Regions from separate parts of the Mus musculus genome. Here region 1 is linked to region 2. The links are chromatin contacts, called in public HiChIP or PLAC-seq maps. All regions are on one chromosome and are shown on one strand. Each heading gives the region's core, a stretch centred on a gene start, on an enhancer-like site or on the middle of the called end of the contact. The rest is flanking DNA. Distances are from core to core; before and after follow the strand shown.

Evidence for each region. HiChIP or PLAC-seq counts read pairs in DNA pulled down with a chosen protein or histone mark.
Region 1: an H3K27ac HiChIP or PLAC-seq map of embryonic stem cells shows a contact between it and region 2, with 3 times the contacts expected there. The contact joins two enhancer-like sites. A contact is called at or near these places in 2 of 115 datasets of contacts at active chromatin or transcription factors (both in embryonic stem cells).

Annotation. Positions count from the first base shown.
Region 1 is chr8:117,240,329-117,243,434 of GRCm38.p6, reverse strand. No RefSeq gene overlaps it. Among named protein-coding and RNA genes, the nearest start is that of Cmip, 15 kb to the left of the region's middle. Within about 2 kb of position 1,409, at least 40 of the 459 cell types and tissues checked have an H3K27ac peak or open chromatin away from gene starts, as enhancers often do. A contact at or near this core is called in embryonic stem cells, where this site is marked.
Region 2 is chr8:116,672,498-116,675,782 of GRCm38.p6, reverse strand. The region is part of intron 1 of Cdyl2 (chromodomain protein, Y chromosome-like 2); the gene reads left to right. Among named protein-coding and RNA genes, the nearest start is that of Cdyl2, 59 kb to the left of the region's middle. Within about 2 kb of position 1,627, at least 40 of the 459 cell types and tissues checked have an H3K27ac peak or open chromatin away from gene starts, as enhancers often do. A contact at or near this core is called in embryonic stem cells, where this site is marked.

The DNA of each region.
Region 1 (3,106 bases), core at 160-2,659, 570 kb before region 2:
TTAACATCTATCTTCTTCCATCTCTCAAGTGCAGAAGTAGGCCACCACCTTTGCCATGTTGTTAGTAGAACTAACTCAGACTGGCATAGTACTTACTGTGTACCTGGCAGTTCTGTAAACGATTTGCATATATTTGCTTATTAATTAAATCAAGTAATTAATCCCTACAAACTCAATGAAAAGTATGACCATTGTACAGATGAGGAAACTGAGGCAAAAAAAAAAAGGCTAAACAGCTTGAATAGGACCAAACTGGTTTCAGACCCATTCTCATAAGGACCACATCTGCTTGTCTTATTTTAACTCCAGTCTTTCACTTCTAATTTGTTTTTCTTTTATTAAAGAGTTATTTTCTTTTTTTGTTGTTGTTTTTGTTTTTTCTTTCTTTTCTTTTCTTTTCTTTCTTTCTTCCCCCCTCCCACCCCCCCCCAAGACAGGGTTTCTCTGTAGCCCTGGCTATCCTGGAACTCACTTTGTAGACCAGGCAGGCCTCGAACTCAGAAATCCACCTGCCTCTGCCTCCCAAGTGCTGGGATTAATGGCGTGCGCCACCACGCCCAGCTGAGTTATTTTCTTTTAATGTATCATTTGTTTTTATTTTATGTGCATTGCTGTTTTGCCTGTACATATATCTGGGTGAGGGTGTCAGAAGACCTAGAAGTCGAATTATAGACAGTTCTGAGCCCTCCTGTAGGTGCTGGAAATGGAACCTGGGTTTCTGGAAGAGCAGCCAAAGTGTGCTCTTAACGGCTGAGACATCTCTTCAGGCTTGAAATGAATTTTTTTTTTTAAATGATCAAAAGGACTGACTTGGGCTGCAGCTTGGTTGGGAGAGTGCTTGCGCAGCACAAGTGAGGTCTGGGGCTCAGTCTCTAGCACAGAATAAACAGGGCATGGAGGGAGGCTTCAACATCTGTCATTTTAGCACTTGGGAGGCAGAGACAGGATGATCAGGAGTTCAGGGCCATCCTTGGTTTCCATAGTGACATTGAGGTCACCCTGGACTACAGTGAGTCCTTGTCTCAAAAAATTAAAACGATTAAAATAAATGTTTTGTTTTGTTTTTTTTAAATCGTGAAGATGGTGAAAGAATTTGAGATCTGACATTTCACAGCCGAGAATGGAAAAAGCACTCGATAAAAGCCCTCGATTTTGTTGCCCATCCTTGCGGTTTTTGTTTTTGTTTTTGTTTTTGTTTTTGCATTTAGACCAGGAATTGAGGAAAAGGCTGGGCTACTCACTTGAAGCCTGGCCACACATAATTTGGCTTCAGATCACCGGGACCACCTGGGGTCAATGTGCATCAAGAGACAAATAAAGAGGTCACAGCGCTGTAGCTTAGCTGGTAGCCTTGAATGCACAAAGCCCCAGCCAGCACTGCTTGCCTGCCTGTAATCCCAGCACTCAGGAGGCAGAAGCACAAGGGTCAGGAGTTCAAGGTTATCCTGGGGTGTGTGAGATCCCGCATCAGAGGAGAGGTGGGGAGATATGAGGGGGTGGGGTGGGGGCTGCACATGTGATTCTTAGAGATAGATACAATGAGAAGAATTCCAAAACTCCAGGCTCTGAGGGAGAATTCTGCCTAGGGCAGGACCACACACCCATCTTCTCTCTATCCCTTGCTCACTCTCTTCAAGTCTGGGCTGGCCGCTTGCTTTGGACAGTCAGGTCTGCTTCCCCACCGTCCCCCCACCCCCACCCCCATCCCCCTACCCCGACAAAGCTGGTCCCCACATCCAAGCATCCGGGTAAGAAACTGGATACACCTGCTCATCCACCCATTCAGACCCCTGAGACTTAGGTCACTTGGCTCAAAGAAGGCCAAGTCTCTGCCCCCCTCCCCCAGCCTCCTCCTGGCCACCCCCTGCCCCTAGAGCTTCTCATTGTTCCCCTAACAGAGGACTTTGCACTCAGATGTGAGGGTACCCTACACCACAGAAACCCCTTGTTACAGAGACTACAAGCTTGACATCAAGGTGCCTGGCATAATTCCTTCCCTGGAAGAGGCCTCTGCTGCCAATCTGCCAATGCTTGGCGTGACTTGGCTGGTACACACACAGACACCTCACCCCATCTCTGCCTCCACAGTCAAGGCATCCTCCCTGGGTGTCTTGTGTCCCGGCTTCCCCTTTTTATAAAGATGCTTCCCCACCCAGCATGACTTCATCTTGACTTATGACATCTACAGCAACCCACTTCCAAATAAGGTCAAATTCAGAGGTGCTGGGGGTTATGTCTTCTAGGGATGGGCACGGTTCAATGGGAAGCAGAGCCCAATCCCCTGAGCTATTTCCCAGGCTGAGGGACCTTGCTCCTGGATGTTCTCTGCATAGACCAAGTCTTCCTTACTCTCCTCAGCCTCATTGTAGAACACTCACTGGACATACTCATGACTTCCTAGACTCATGAGGAAGAAGGTGACTCAATTTCTCCATCAGTACTAGAAGGGTTTATCCAGGGCTGTCAAGACGGCTCAGTGGGTGAGACTGACTTCTCTTCCGAAGGCCAACCACCTGTAATGAGATCTGACACCCTCTTCTGGCACATCTGAAGTCAGCTACAGTGTACTTATGTATAATAATAAATAAATCTTTGGGCCGGAGCGAGCAGGGACTGAGCAAGTGGGGTTGACCGGAGCAAGCAGAGGTCCTAAATCAATTCCCAACAACCACATGAAGGCTCACAACCATCTGCACAGGCACAGTGTACTTACATACATAAAATAAATAAATAAATAAATCTTTAGAAGGGTTTATCCCGATGGACAGCCACTGACTGTAGTCTTCACCATGCTCTGGTTTCACGGGTCAGTTTGTTTGTGTATGCCTTTTCTGAGACAGGGTTTCTCTCTGTAGCCCTGGCTGTCCTGGAACTCACTCTGTAGATGAGGCTGGCTTCGAACTCAGAGATCTGCCTGTCTTTGCCTCCCAAGTGCTAGGCTTAAAGGCGTGTGCCAACACTGCTAGGTTCACAGGACAATTTTAAAGGCATCGAACCTGAACAGCTCACAGTGGACTAATAAATTACACTCAGCTTGGGCAATAGTGACCTTATAAATTTAAACAGCAGTAGTGCCTGACAGATAGCTAGGGTCTGGACCAGAAAG
Region 2 (3,285 bases), core at 378-2,877:
TGCTTACAGTAGAGCTACTTTTTATGGTAGTTTTCTGTAATAAATATTACTACAAGTCTAAATTCAGTTTTTTTTTAAACATATTTCCCCTGGGCTATTTCTGCTTCTTATTTACTTAAAATAAATTTGTGAAGTTTAAAAAATTCCAGATGGGAGTTTGATTAATAATCGCTCGAAGTTTGAAGTTGAGTTTGAGAAAATTAACATGTTTATAGTAATGAACTTCCCGTCCACAAATATAGAATCATCTCCATTTGGTATAAATGGCGTTTTAAAATATGTTGCCGTTTTGCACATTTCTTCGTTGAATCCTGCACTGCTTTTCCCCACTTTGGTTAAATTTCATTTCCAGGCATTTTATATTTTTTGCTGCTTCTCTAAATAGGGTATTTTTCCTACCATATTTTCTAAGCAGTTACTGCTGGTTGTTGATAAGGTTCTTTTTGTGGTTGTTATTTATTTATTTTTTTTGTTATTTTTTGGTAACCAGACAGATTTCTGAAGTTGCTTCTTTAATCTCTGTCTTTCTTAGTCTCTTAATAAACGAGATGTACAATTGGATAGTAAAGTCCTATTTTTGACTCTTTCATAGACATTAATTGATATAGTTATTTCCTTTTTCTCAGTTGCCCTGCTTAGAGGTTATAAGACAGTATTAAATGTCCTCCAGTCATGATGGTGGGGCTTCACAAACGGTATAGCCATGATGGGGAGGCAGGGCTTCTCCTTTGCCTCTCTCTGTCCCCCCAATTAGATGTTGACTCCCCACTCTCTACTCCTGCAGAAGGGAAAGCTACACAGTGGAGATGGACCTCTGGTGGACCATGGGCCATGAGATGGGCTTGTGGTGGGGAACAAGGGGGCCAGTGCAGCCTCCGGCTTTGTTACGTCTTGGTAGTGTCTGTCCCTCCATGGACCATAACTTAGGATGTCAGCCAGGATCCTTGTGAGCTTTGCTTCTGCCTAGTTCAGTCTATCTTGCCCTCCCTCCTCCTTCCTTCCCTCCCTCCCCCCCCCCCTTTCTTTTTTAAAGATATCCTTTCTTATGTCCCAGACTGACCTTCAACTTTGAATTCATTAAGTGGCTGGCGGTAAACCAAGAACTTCTGATCTTACGCCTCCACTTCCCCAACACTGGGATTATGGGTGTGCCCCATCAGACCAGGTTTAGGTGGTGCTAGGACTGGAATCTGGGACTTCCCTAATGCTAGCTCAACATCCTCCCAACCGAGTGACAGCCTCAGCTCTCACTGCTTGCCTTTTCCTAGATTTTCTGAGCACTTCATGAGCCTTCTCCTCACACGTCTTCCCTACCTCCTACACCATTTACCCCAGAAACCCACCCATGGGAGACCTGACAATGAAGGGAACTGCATCCTTGGATCCTGAAGGTCACTGTGTCTCCATTATGTCCCTGACTGCCTGGGCTGCCCTGCCCTGCCCTGCCCTGCCCTGCCCTGATGGCTGAGCCTAAATCTGCATTTCTGGTAACCGTATAGACAGAGGTCACAGGTGTGGGGCCGGGGTGAGGTGGGGCTCTTCTCTGTCAGAAGTCAGAGTTCTATGGCTCAGTGAGTCACTCTGCTCCCACCCCCTGAGCTCTGAGCTGGCTTGTTTCAGGGTTGGTGTGGGTGGCGGTGTGGCTGGCAGGTTGTGGGTGAGGCCAGCCCACCCCAGAAGGTAGTGATGAGCCGAGTGCTGCCACGAGCCTGCTAGCACCAGGCTATGCCTTGTACCTGTCCTGCAGGGACTCTGGCTCTTGCTCTCCGTTTTTTTTCCCTGTGAAATCATTTCCCTTCTCTCCCTTCAAGCCTTTGGATCCTTCCAGTCTGTCTATTTTAATTGTGATCAAGTTCACTGCAATTTGTCATCTTAAGCAATTTTAAGAGCAGAGCTAGAGGCAGGAAGAACGTTCACGGTGACGGATAGCTCTCACCTGTGGCCCATCCAGGTAGCTCTTTTCATGCAAAGTTGAGACTGTCAATGAAAATCATGCCCCATTCTCCTGCCTCAGCCCCTGGAAGTGATTGTTCTAGTCTCTGTCTAAGAATGTCACTACTCCAGACAGTTCATGGAAGTAGAATCCTGTAGGAGTCTGGAAACTGGCTTTCTTCCCTCAGGACACCGTCCTCAGGGTTCATTCACGCCACAAGTATCAGTACTTCCTCTCTTTGGAAGCGGAGTAACGCCCCGGATATGCACATTCACTATGCACATTCAAATTTCATTTGTTGCTTTGAGGAAAATGCTCTGATCACCTGGGGGTACTTGCTTAACAACCACATAAAAAAACAAAAACCAACCAACCAAACAAACAAACAAACAAAAAAAAAACCAAAAAACAACAAAGCTATTTTCCCAGCCTGCCAACTTTAACTTTTGAATAAACATTACTGTTATTTTTATTATTCGCATACCTACAATCACTGGACCAAAACATTCAACATAATTTCCCATTCAAAGGGGAATTAAATAGAGAGACTATCTTGTGTGTTGTATGGATACATCCACCTGTCAATTAAAAGCCTAGCTGACCTATGGCTTAGCCAGGAGGTAGAAGGTGGGATATCCGGGAGGAGAAAGAATTCTGGGATAGAGGCAGGCGAGGAGATTTCCTTCCTGGGGAGATGGGACAAGACAGATGCCCAGTACCTGAACACAGGTAACTAATCACGTAGCAGAATGCAGGTCAGAATAAATGGGTTATTTTAAGTTATATCAATTCAGGGAAGAGCCTAGCTCTATGGCCAGGGTGTCTGTAAATATATTGTGAGTCTGAGTCTTATTTCTGGGAGCATGGGGCTGGGAGGAAAATCCTGGCCTAACCTCAACATAAGCCAATGTGGATTTTTTTTTCCTTTTTGAAGTATTTATTTGTCTTATGTTTATTTGTGTGTTTTGGGGGAGTGGGACGTGTTCCATGGTACCAGTGTGGAAGTCTGAGCAAAAGGCATGAGGGTCCCGGGAGTCAGACTCACGTCACTAGGCTTAGTTAGCAAGCACCGTTCTCCACTGACATTTTCTGACCAGTCACTTAAACAAACAAACAAACAAACAAAACCCGTCTTATTAAATGTAAGCAGCCATAGCCACGGCCATTTTAGGACATTTTCCGTCATCAAAAAGAGCCATCACGAACCTCTCCCAGCAGCATAGCCCCACCAGGTCCCCCAGCTCCAGGCAGCCACTGATAAGTGTGTATTTTCCATGGGTTTTCCTGGTCTGCCTTTTTACACAAATGATGTCCTACTGCATGCGGTCCTTGTGACCAGGTGCTTCCACCTA